Linked DNA regions of Mus musculus: region 1 is linked to region 2. A link is a contact called in public HiChIP or PLAC-seq data. All regions are on one chromosome and are shown on one strand. Each heading gives the region's core, a stretch centred on a gene start, on an enhancer-like site or on the middle of the called end of the contact. The rest is flanking DNA. Distances are from core to core; before and after follow the strand shown. Region 1 holds the start of Il10 (interleukin 10). Region 2 holds the start of Dyrk3 (dual-specificity tyrosine-(Y)-phosphorylation regulated kinase 3).

Region 1 (5,655 bases), core at 2,254-4,753, 120 kb after region 2:
CTTTTCAACTAATTTTTTTTAAGAGGCCAGTGCTCATATAATGCTTATGCAGAATGTTATGCAAAGATGCCAGAGGGAGCAGTTTGTAAGCAGGGCAGTGATAGAGATAGCAGGGAAATGGTTGGTGTTTTTTTTTTTTTTTTTTTATGTTTTGAGTGTGTAGGCAGTCCTCACCCTGCAGCTCTGACCTGCTGTCATGGAATTCATGCCCACTAATGTTAGAGCCCTGCCAGGTGTCTCTGCCTAGCCCACAAAGATGATGATGTAGGCCACATGGCTTCTGGGAACTAGGGTTGAATAGGTTCACAGGCAGTTGGAAGTGTGAAACCTCATTTTGTTTGCCAGGTGGAAAGTGCCCCGGGACAAGTAAGAATTCTGCTTTCTGCTCGTTCTGATTTGGGGGAGGGGCATCCAGGCTGAGCCCCAATGATGTACCTGAGTAAATTAATTCATGTCTGCTTTCTGTACTTGTGGGTTCAGCCTGTTTCCCAACAAGGTACTTTCTGTACTTTCTGTTTCCTATGTCACTCTCCTCAACACCTAGTGCCCTGTGCTCATAGGCTGTCTGGTCAGTCTAAGCCAAAAGCCTGCAAAAGTGGAGCAGTCATTTAGAAACTGCCAGAGACGCTTTGCAGAAAACAAATGTAACTGAGGTGGTGGCTTTCTAACTGGCAGAGGAGGTCACACCATTTGCTGGGTTCCCACACTCCAGGTGCAGAATAGCTCCCGCCCTCCTTCTGCGCTTTGGTGAGTAGACAGAGGTCTTGTTACACTCGCCCCCTTTGCCACTTACCTTATTAAAATCACTCTTCACCTGCTCCACTGCCTTGCTCTTATTTTCACAGGGGAGAAATCGATGCTGAAGAAGAAAAAAGAGAGCATTGGTAATTCTTGCTTGAATTCTGCATCCATGGTACTTGGGGGAAACTATCTTGTTGTGTGAGGAAGGAGACACCCTTGCTCATCTTCAATGCCCACTTCTTAGCTCCCAGGGAGAACTGAGCCGTGATTGGTCCTTATCTATTTCGGTAGGGACTGAGGGGGACAGCAGAGGACAGCCTAGAAAGATGCAATGTATGTCTTTGCAATCACTAAGATGGCTTGCTAAGTGTGGGTGTGAACTCAGGTCTCGGGTTTTGTCTCTCAGAGCTCCAAGGCACCTGTTCTGTTTTTAGTGTCTCTTCTTGTCTATCTCCAATCTCAACCACCATGAACTATTTCTAGGTGTCTGAGAGAGGAGCGAAAGTCTCAGCTACTGGGGCCAAATCGTCAGGCCAGAACCGTTGCACAAGTAGACTCCAGCTGATGTCCCAGTATCAGTGAGAGAAGTAAGAAAAACAAGAGCAGCCAAGGCATCGCTTCAGAGACATAGATGCCCCGACTGTATTATTCATAGATACTGGCTTAGGGATAGCAGTCTTCTGGCCCTTCTGAAACACCAGCGTCCTGTCAGCCCAGCTCTGTGCCACTGAATTTGCTTCCCAAAAGATGAGATAAAGAGATGAATGTTTTCCTGTGCTTGGGAGCCTCAGCTGGCAGCCCAGAGGTGAGGGAGCCATGACTGAAGCCCCAGCCTTCCCATGGAGAGAGAGGGGAGTAGCTAATAACCCACAATGACTCACAAATAACAGGAAGGCTATGCGCAAATCTTCACGTGTGAGTGCCTCAAAGTCACTCCCACACTCGCTCAGAGACAGATGAGCAAGAGACCCGACACCGGACAGGCGTCTCTCTAGATTTACCTAGTCTCCTGTCTAGTCTGTGTGTGTCTCTGGATGCATGTGGCCTGACTGGGCTGTAGGAGACAGTATTTGTTGGGTGGCTCTAAGGGGATTGGGGGTGGGGAAGAACGCATCTGCTACTCACACAGCGCCTCAGCCGCATCCTGAGGGTCTTCAGCTTCTCACCCAGGGAATTCAAATGCTCCTTGATTTCTGGGCCATGCTTCTCTGCCTGGGGCATCACTTCTACCAGGTAAAACTGGATCATTTCCGATAAGGCTTGGCAACCCAAGTAACCCTAGAGGCAGGGATCAGAGGTTGGGTGTGACTTACTGGAATGGTGATCTGTTGCTGCTAACCTTGATGGACTGTCCTGTTCCTAGGGACCCCCCCCCCATCCCCGCCCCTTCTAGTTACATTTTCTCCCTTTACCACAGAATGAGCTCTTCACAACCCTTGACTGCTGGCGATATGCTGAGTCAAGGTCTTCTCACTTCTCTTTTTGAAAGTCAAGGCATCAGACCCAGCTCTGCTGTCACAAGCAGCACCTCCCGTCCCGTCCCTAATCGCTTGGTCGCTCCCCAGCACCCACCGGACTCTTACCTTAAAGTCCTGCATTAAGGAGTCGGTTAGCAGTATGTTGTCCAGCTGGTCCTTTGTTTGCTGGAAGAACATAAAGAACGTGAATGCAAGGACTGGGGAAAATACCCAATGTGCATGTCATTTGAATACTTTTCCATTTGTAGAGTTTTGAATTTGTAATCAATTCAAATGCCCTGGCAACTGTGGAAAGGAGAGTTTTAAGAACAGGATTTGACAGTGCTAGAGCCCGGAGTTAAATCAAAGTCCTTCCTCTTGGGATCCAGTTGTTTTTAAAAACTTCTGACTGAATTTAACTGACTGGGAGAAGTTAGACCCAGGCCCGGTCTTCTTTCAGATGAGTCAGATCAGGTTTCAAGAGCACCTGTGTCAACCCTTCCTTTCTGGAGTCCCTTATAGAAAGCCTGTTTTGCATAGCTCTCTGCCTTCTTTGGACCTCCATACCAGTTCCAGGAGCTCTGAAAGGGGAATACTTTTGTAATGCAAGCTCTCTATGCTGGTGCTGCTTCAAACCCCCAAACCTCTGTCCCCCAGATCTAGAGACTACGCAGAGACCACAGACTTTTGTCCTAGCCAGCAAAACATGGAGCCTTATTGGAAACTTAACAGAAAGTTCTTGAGCATGGGAGAGACAATGCATTCACCTCCTAGTTAGCTTTTCGGATGTGCCTGGGTTTAGTTTAACTCATGGCTTTCCCTAGGACTCTCTAGATTTAAGTTTAAGGGTAATAGGTGCTGGAAATAGGGGAGGAGCAGCATGAGGTAAGAGCTGGAGGAGGAAGAGGGAGAGGAGGAAGAAGAGAAGGAGGAGGAAGAGAAGGAGGAGAAAGCAGAGGAGGAGAAAGAGAAGGAGGAGAAGGAGGAGGAGAAGGAGAGCTATTTTTGCAGTTCCATCAGAATGCATATTTCAGGTGATGGCAGGAAGAAAGGCTAGGCGAGCTCATACTTACAAAGAAAGTCTTCACCTGGCTGAAGGCAGTCCGCAGCTCTAGGAGCATGTGGCTCTGGCCGACTGGGAAGTGGGTGCAGTTATTGTCTTCCCGGCTGTACTGGCCCCTGCTGATCCTCATGCCAGTCAGTAAGAGCAGGCAGCATAGCAGTGCTGAGCCAGGCATGATGGAGCTCTCTTTTCTGCAAGGCTGCCTTGTGGCTTTGGTAGTGCAAGAGCAAGTCTCTAAATGTAGACCTCCTGTTCTTGGTCCCCCTTTTATACTGAAGGCTCAGTGGGGCCTTCCTGGCAAAGGTTTTTGTTATTCAGGCTCCTCCTCCCTCTTCTAAACCATGCAATTTTTGAGTTTAATTTCTTTCTTTTTTTTTTTCCTTTCCCTTTTTTTTGCATTGTAAGCGCTAAAGAACTGGTCGGAATGAACTTCTGCATTACAGCTATTTTTAGTATGGGCTACCTCTCTTTTAATTTTTTTTTCTTTTTAGCTTCTCAATACTAAAAGTTGTATTTCCTGAGGCAGACAGCTGTTCTATGTACAGAGGCCCTCATCTGTGGATTCCATTCACGCACTCCCAGGTCATAATGACGTGGATAAATGGGCTATTCCAGAACATATTAGGATTGAGAAATAATTGTTTCCTCCACTCAACCTGGGTTGAACGTCCGATATTTCTTGCTGACTCGGAAGTCACCTTAGCACTCAGTTACCCAAAGGAAACCCCGAGAGGGCTGATTTTCTTCAGACCTCACTCTCTTTAATTCTTCCATCACGTATTCAAGACTATCCTTTGAGGATATGTGTGCTGTGGGGCAGTTGGTCAGAGGAGAGTTCTGGTGCCTCCTCTGCCCCGTGTTTCACGAAGAAGCTCAGATCCCAGCATGAGAAGTTAGGAGAAGGAACTCAGACTTCTGGGAGGCTTGCTCTGTGCTGTCGGGTAGACCTTACCATGGCCCTGTTTTACAATGTCCCAGCCTTGGAGACGTGTAACCTGTAGCTGTTGAAGGATGGAGATGTTAGTACTTCTACAGATACCTGGGAGATCTCTGGTAGTCCTTTGATTATGTCTGGACCTTCCCTTCAGTAGGGACTTCTCCTACTACCTCAGTTTGGGTGGGAAGAACATTCGCCTAGAGTCCCCTATTGCCTTTCATTCTGTACCCTGGGCAAGCAACTACTTGTCCTCCTGGTACCTGTTTTCTGTGTGACCCAAGGGGGGGGGGCAATGCTACACGTCCTGTTGACCAGGGAATGTTTGCTTAAATAAAAGTAGACCCATGTAGAGGGTACACTCCCGGGCTGTCCTTCCTGCATCAGTACGGGGGAGGATCTTCGTTGGCACAGGGTTCCAAGCCTGCCCCATTGGAGAGGGTTACCACACCAGGGCTGGTAGAACAGGAACTCGGGGTTATCTCGTCTTATCTGATGCAGTGGCTGGCAGATCAGGATCAAGGGGGTCTGGCCTCTCCTCCTGACACTCTTCGACGGGAAAAGAATCTTCTAGAAGTTGGAATGGAATTGACTCAAGAACTGCTGCTCCGGTCAGTTCCAGGCTGAGTTTTCTACCAGCAGCAAGCACAGGGAAGGGGACAAGCTGCCTCCATCCCTTTCACTTTCTCCTTCCCTTTTGATTTCTGTTTTTTGTTTTTTTTTGGGATGTCCGTTTCCAACAGCAGAAGCAACTGCCTCTCTGAGCTGATGTTTTAGGTGTGGACACACTGCTGTAGATCAGAGATCTGAACCCCAGAAGAGGCTCAAGACCCAGCTAGCATGGACCCTCACTGCCCTCTCTCCTGACTGTGACCTGTACTTACTGCACGGTGATAGCCACAATCCCCTTTGCTGCCTTCCTGCATGTTTTTTTTTTTATTTCTGAGCAGCTACAAGGTCCCTGAACATATTGTGTTTAGCTTTGTGTGTCTGACCCCCCCCCCCCCAGAACTGAATCTGGCCTATAGAAGGTACCAGCTGTCCTTGGGACTGGCACTGGACAGTTCTATGAGCTTGATCCAGAGGTAGGAGATGAAACACCAGGAGAAGCAGAGGGGTGAGCACAGAACTCAGCAGGAGAAGCAGCACCTCTTATATCTTCCCGTAATTATTTTTTTTTGTCTAGAATATCCTTTTACACATGTACATAAAACTATTTCATAATATGTTAACATAAAACATTAATATATTAGCATGTACTTAATTATAGCACATAATTTATATCAATATAATGATACATCATATTTATATTAATATTTTAATAGTGTCTGAGCATATACTAATATAAATATAATTAGTTTCATGAATATACTATGTCATGTATTACTGTATTAATGTTATAAATGTATATACTCCACACTCCCACAATGACAGAAAGAAGAGAGATATGTGAAAACTAT
Region 2 (6,263 bases), core at 3,346-5,845:
GTAGCTGAGAGTTCTACATCTGGAGCCACCAACAGCAGAAAGAGACAATGAGTCACTAGGCCTGGCTTGAGCTTCTGAAACCTTGAAACCCACTCCAACTCCACCCCCCACCCCTGTGACATATTTCCTCCAATAAGGCCACTATGAGTCTATAGGGGCCATTCAAACCACCACAGATAGAGCACCCTGCTCTGCTACCTATGATAGCATTGGTGGTTATACAACTGTATGAAGCTGATACAACTCACAGAACTGTGACCTGTAGTGAACTTAGGGGCTTGGGATATACTTTAGTGGCAAGAGCATGCTTAGTGTTTAAAAGGCTCTGGAATGAATTCCACGAACTACAAAAAGAAGAAGAAAAAGAATAGTTAACTTTATTGCATATAAATCAAATCTTTAAAAGAAAACCACTGTAGGACACAGTGACCCATTCCTGTAATCTCCCAAGAAAGATTGTCTAAATTAGACCAGCCCTGTCTACAAAGTGAGACCCTGTCCCAATAGATATTAAATTAAAATGAATGACATTGGCTGGAGAGATGACAAGGTAGTTAAGAGCACTAGCTGCTCTTGGAGAGGACCCACATTCAACTCACCAACCATCTGTAACTTTAGTTTTCGGGAATCCAATGCCTTCCTCTGGCCTCTGTGGGCACCAGGCATTTGGTGCACATACATACATGTAGGCAAACACACACACAAACATACATAGAAAACCCCGAACTTCTTAAAATAAAGGGTTAATTCAAAGACTGTTGAAACACAGCAGAGAGCTCTGAAGTGACATCTCAGTCAGGTGAGATGCCCTCACAGGACCCCCAAGGACTGCAAGGGCAATGCCCTCAGATGTTGCCCTCAGCAGCCTCAGAAGCACAAAGTAGAGAAAGACTTTGAAGAGATTTGCATGCATGGCTTTGTTTACTATAAAAGCAAATAAGACTCACAGAACTACAACTTTGAATTGTATTATTAAAATATGATCAATTTGCACCAAAAGTACAAAGACAGTAGAAAATTTGAAATCAAACAAAACTTTAGATTCCCCAAACCTCTATAAAAAAAGGAAACATTTAAAAAAAATGAAATATTCACCTGCTAACAAAAACTATCTTTCATTTGAAAAGGAAGTGTGATTCAGAGGACAGAAACCTCAGAACCCAGAGAACAGCCAAAAATAATCATTCACAACCTTCAGCAGTCATCAGGGAGCTGGCCCTGCTGGGGTTCATGTAAACTGTGATCAGGAGTAAGTGTGTGCATCCAGTTCCTCCTCGTAGGGAGAGTCTTCAGGAGTTATACTATGCCTGTTCTCATTCTAGATGTCGGGCTTTTCAAGTCAAGAACTGTACTCAGGGGTAGAAAGATGGCTCAGCTGCTAAAAGCACTTTCCACACAAGCAAGCCTTACAATCTGAGTTCAATGCTCAGAACCCAAGGTGGAAAGGTGGAAAGAAAGAACTGAATTCCAATAGTTATCTTCTGGTGTTCACACTGATGCTCAGATATGCCCACATTCATAGACACAGACACACACACAGACACACACATACAGACACACACACATACCACACATATCACACACACCACACACAAACACATACCACACATATCACACACACCACACACACAAACATATACACTACAAACACACCACACGCATAAACACACATACCATACACACACAAACATACACATCACACACCACATACTACACACCACACACACTCACACATACCACACACCACACACACTCACACATACCACACACCACACACTCACACATACCACACACACACCACACACAGAGACATATACAGACACACATACCACACACACATTACACACACAAACATACATACCACACACAAACACACCACACACATAAACACACCACACACACAAAAACACATACCACACACATATACATACCACACACAAACACACCACACACACATAAACATACATACCACACACACAAAAACACACACACCACACACATTTTACAACCTTTAGGGCTGTAGATATCACACACACACACACACACACACACACACACACACACACACACATAAACTTTTGGGACAGGGGTTTGGGACTGGTAAAGACAACCTTAAGGGCTTAGGAGACACAAGACCAGGCTGACAAAGCTGGAAATATCAAGACTCACTCACTCACCAGTGAGTCTCTCAGGTTCTAAATGAATGACTTCTTTTAAACGTGCATTTCAGTTCTGTGATGCATGTATCATTGTATATGCATGTATCATGGTATATTCCACTACAGAGAAATTCATAGCAACACACTGATTTCAAACGGAAGCCAACCCCCCACTAGCTGCTTTATCAAAAAATTACAGCTGAGTTATTACAGGGGAATGTTTGTGTCCCTCCTGAAGGTGCTGTGGTCAAGTTCTGAATGCCCACTTGGTTCCTTTGCTTTCTGTACTGGAGATCTAAACCGGAGCCTCTTGCATGCTACACAGACATTGGTCTACTGAGCAATACTCCAGGTCCCTGTGTCTTTTCCTTATGATTTTGGGATAATTGCATTTAAAACACATATTGCAAGCTCTTTAGTTTTCCTGTTCACTAGAACTGGCTTCTAAAGACAGGCAGACATCTCAGGTGACTTGGCTAGTATGTGGTAGGATTCTTATTTTATATTTTCAGAAAGATAATGCTGATTTCCAACCACTCTTCATTTATTTAAAATCCGTTAATTTATTATTCAGTGACTTCATACACTATATCTTTGGAAAAAATTTTTGATTTATCTTATTCTTTTGAGCATATGTCGGTGCAGCACATGTGTGCCTGGTACTCTCAGATGTCCGATCCTCTTCCAGAGCTGCTAGTGCTCATGACCACTGAGCCATCTCTCCAGCCCCTATCCAATATATCCGATCACATCCAACCAAAGTCCCTCCCTCCTACTCCTCACTTCCTCAAAACTTTGTCCTTCCACCAGCATGTTCCCCCACCTTTTTTTACTTACTTTAATGTAACATTTATCAAATATATTTTGCATAGATTTCCATAGGTTGCACATATGTAAGCATATGGAACACTTTATACAGAGAAATCGTATTTTCTTTGTATTTCAATATCTGTTGAAGTACACTTAAATGAGTCTTTTCAAGAGCCGGAGGGTACAGGGCAATTGCTTAATGAGGGTGTGGTCGTTGTTACAAAACAGGGGTTCTTTGAAGAAATACTGAAAAGTACTTAGGTCACCAAGGTCAGATACTCAGGAGGTCCAGCACCCTCAAGGAGTTCTCCCTCCCTTACTAGGGAAATAACCTACTAAAGACAAAGGCAGCCTCTGTATCTACTCCCCTAACCCGCTGGAGGCAAGTAGAACAGGAAGGCTTTAGCTTGGCTCTAGAAGATGCGCCTTAAAGACAGAAGGGAAGACTTGCAGTGATTCGAAATGAGGTAATTAAACATGTCCAGGCAAGTCCCAACCAACCCTTCCGGTAGTAGTCTGGGGTGTTCACCTCTTAGAAGTCCTGAGAGCAGGATCAGTTAGTAGAATTTTGTAATCTTGGAGCGGGGGAGGTGCCTTTGTTGCCATGGAACTCTGTCTACAAACAAGAGTCAAAGAGCCCAATTTAAAAACAAAAACCCTAGGAAAGTAAGATTGCACTGGTTGTGGATGAAAGAGAGACAGAAAACTTCTAAAAGATCATCATTGAAGAAAACATTTTTACTTATATCACAGGCTAAGTCAACACTGAACAGATGAAAATAAAGTGTCCCAAATGGACAGATTCTTAGCTGCAAATAGAGTGTGGATCTTCTGAGAACAGGGACTGTGACTTTTACGAACCCCAAAAGGAGCCTCGGTTGGACATTTGAAGATTCGTGGAATTATGCTCTATGAAATAATTTCCAGTGTGCACCAGGTGGCGTGCGCCACCGATGCGTGGAAGAACCTTTGGTTTTTGTTTTGTTTTGTTCTCATAGATCCAATGGGCTCATCCTATGTGTATGAGTTTATGCCTGTGCACCACATACGTGCCTGCTACTCTCAGATGTCAGAAGAGGGCATTAAACACCCCGGGACTAGAGTTATGGATGGTTGTGAACTGCCACGACCGTGTTGGGAATCAAATCCGCTCTTGCAGAGGAGTTTTGCAGCCTTAGGAAATCTGATGGGCACCAAGCTCAACACAACCGCCACTTCTGTGGCTTAACAGCCTTTCTTTTCACTTCCATTTTAACTGTCGAAATAGACTTAACATGGACGGTACTTCTCAGAAAGAGTGAGGTACGCTTTCACATATTAAAGATGCGCAGAGCTCTCCAAGCGGTCTGCTGAGCAGGCAGGCTGTGCTGCTGATACTCCCATGTTTGGTTTCACGGCTAGGTGAATACGAAGAAGCGTAGGTTCCAAGCCAGTTTCCTCTTTTGCAAAAAGAACTGCGAGCACACCACCCAGGAACAGCACGCCCCTCGCTCCGCCTCCTCCCCGCTCCCTCCAAGGCGGCGTTGCGCAGGCGCGGCAGGGCGTGCGCGGTTGCTAAGCGACGCGGCCGCTCCCGCGTGGTCTCCCTGCGGACCGCGCGAGCCCAGTGCCCAGCCTCGTCTTGTAGCGAAGCCAGCAGGTGCGGTGCTGGAGGCGACCCACCGGGCCAACCGCCGCCTCTGTGTCCGCGGGGCGAGCTCGCGATGGGAGGCGCAGCCCGCGATCGCGGGAGGAAGGACGCGGCGCTGCCGGGGGCCGGGCTCCCGCCGCAGCAGCGGAGGTAACGGCGCCCGGGTAGGAGCGGGAGGACTCCTTGCGGGTCTGGGCTGCCTGTCCATCAGCGCGGTGAGCGGGAAGGGCGGGGGAGGGCGGGCGGGACGGCGCGGCCTCCGGAGAGCTGGGTCTGGGACCTGCGCGCAAGACCTGCGCCCTGTTGCTCCGAGAGTCTGCCCAGCCCGCCCTGGCCCTGGGGTGGAGCAGCAGAGACCCGGGACCTTGTTCCCCATGTGCCGCTTTTGGGGGGGGGTCCCTTTCCCCCTCCGCATCGGGCCCTGGCTAAAGGAACCCAATCCGCTCGTTCGCGTCTGGCTGTTACTCTGCAGATGCGGTGCTGGTGTGTTTCATCGTGCAGTATGGCAGAGGCCGGACCTGTCTAGAAAATTGCCTGTTATCAAAACATTGTCTGAACCTCAATATATTTTTTAGAAGATATTTTAATTTCTTGTGGGATGTTTTTAAAGCCCTCCTTTATTCCTTTAACACTTGTGTTAAACTCTATAAGTATTTTTTTTTAATAAGACAGATCTCAAAAGTGACTGAAAAGATATTTTTTTTAAAGACAATGAAAAATGTTACCTAGTCATGGTTGTGTTAGTAGTATATAATCTGAGATGGTAACATGAACCGGTGACCAGAGTGACCCGCAAATCCGTAGTCTTGGGAGCAGATAAAATGCATTATTCAAGGCCATCTTGTGGCTTTAGTAAATCCTGCCCATTGTTTGTGTGCCTTCACTGTGGAGGACCCACAGTGTAAAGACAGAACCATTCTGTAGTCCTTTAGCATTTTAAATATCTCCATATGCCAGGAAATGAAGTGGGAACAGAAGAGAGATTTGGTACATCGTGTAACTTAAAGCAAAGCATCGGGTGGGTTCCTGTTGGCTGCCTTTTTTCACTAGTTAGCTTAGCTGTAAATGGGTGCATAAAATAATGAAGAGAAGACAGCTGTTCTGCTAGTCTTCTCTTCTTGTAGTCTGAGAGTGTAGACGTCCTTTTCTTCCCATTTACCTGTGAGGCTGTTCAGAGGGGGAAGGTAGCACAGCCAGGGGCTGAAACTAGAATAGAGGTGTTAGACTTGCATTCTAAAACAAACCTCTATGTTATGTTTATTTCTTTCTGCTTTTAGGTTTCTTATTCAGTTCAAGTTAATTGGTAGTCCCTCATTTTTTGAACAGCATTCGATTACTTATTATTTGTTAGTTAGAGACAGGGTCTCTTTATTATGTAGCTTTGGCTGTCCTGGAAGTCACTCTGTAGACCAAGCTGGCCTCAAACTCAGCAGAGATCCACCTGCCTCTGCCTCCTGAGAGAGGGATTAAAGGAGTGTGTCACCACACCAGTCTGTTGTAACTAATGTAAAATTGAATCCAGAGATTTTTTTTTTCCATTCTTTACAAAGAAAAAGGAAACAGATGTGTTGGTGCAGAGGTGGAGGCAGGTGGATCAGTTTGCGTTCGAGGCCAGTCTGCTCTACACAGCAAGTTCCAGAACAGCCAGGACTATGTAAGAAACC

Evidence for each region. HiChIP or PLAC-seq counts read pairs in DNA pulled down with a chosen protein or histone mark.
Region 1: an H3K27ac HiChIP or PLAC-seq map of bone marrow-derived dendritic cells shows a contact between it and region 2, with 2.5 times the contacts expected there. The contact joins the promoter of Il10 here to the promoter of Dyrk3 in region 2. A contact is called at or near these places in 1 of 39 promoter capture datasets (macrophages), 5 of 115 datasets of contacts at active chromatin or transcription factors (CD8 T cells, the SCID.adh cell line, bone marrow-derived dendritic cells and 2 more) and 2 of 9 other capture datasets (adipose tissue and liver).

What each region holds. Positions count from the first base shown.
Region 1 is chr1:131,017,693-131,023,347 of GRCm38.p6, reverse strand. It overlaps Il10 (interleukin 10), which reads right to left and starts at 3,503. Exons shown (of 5, transcript NM_010548.2): 1 at 3,272-3,503; 2 at 2,325-2,384; 3 at 1,867-2,019; 4 at 794-859. The coding sequence starts at 3,436.
Region 2 is chr1:131,136,566-131,142,828 of GRCm38.p6, reverse strand. Dyrk3 (dual-specificity tyrosine-(Y)-phosphorylation regulated kinase 3) reads left to right here and starts at 4,595. Exons shown (of 3, transcript NM_145508.2): 1 at 4,595-4,749. The coding sequence starts at 4,673.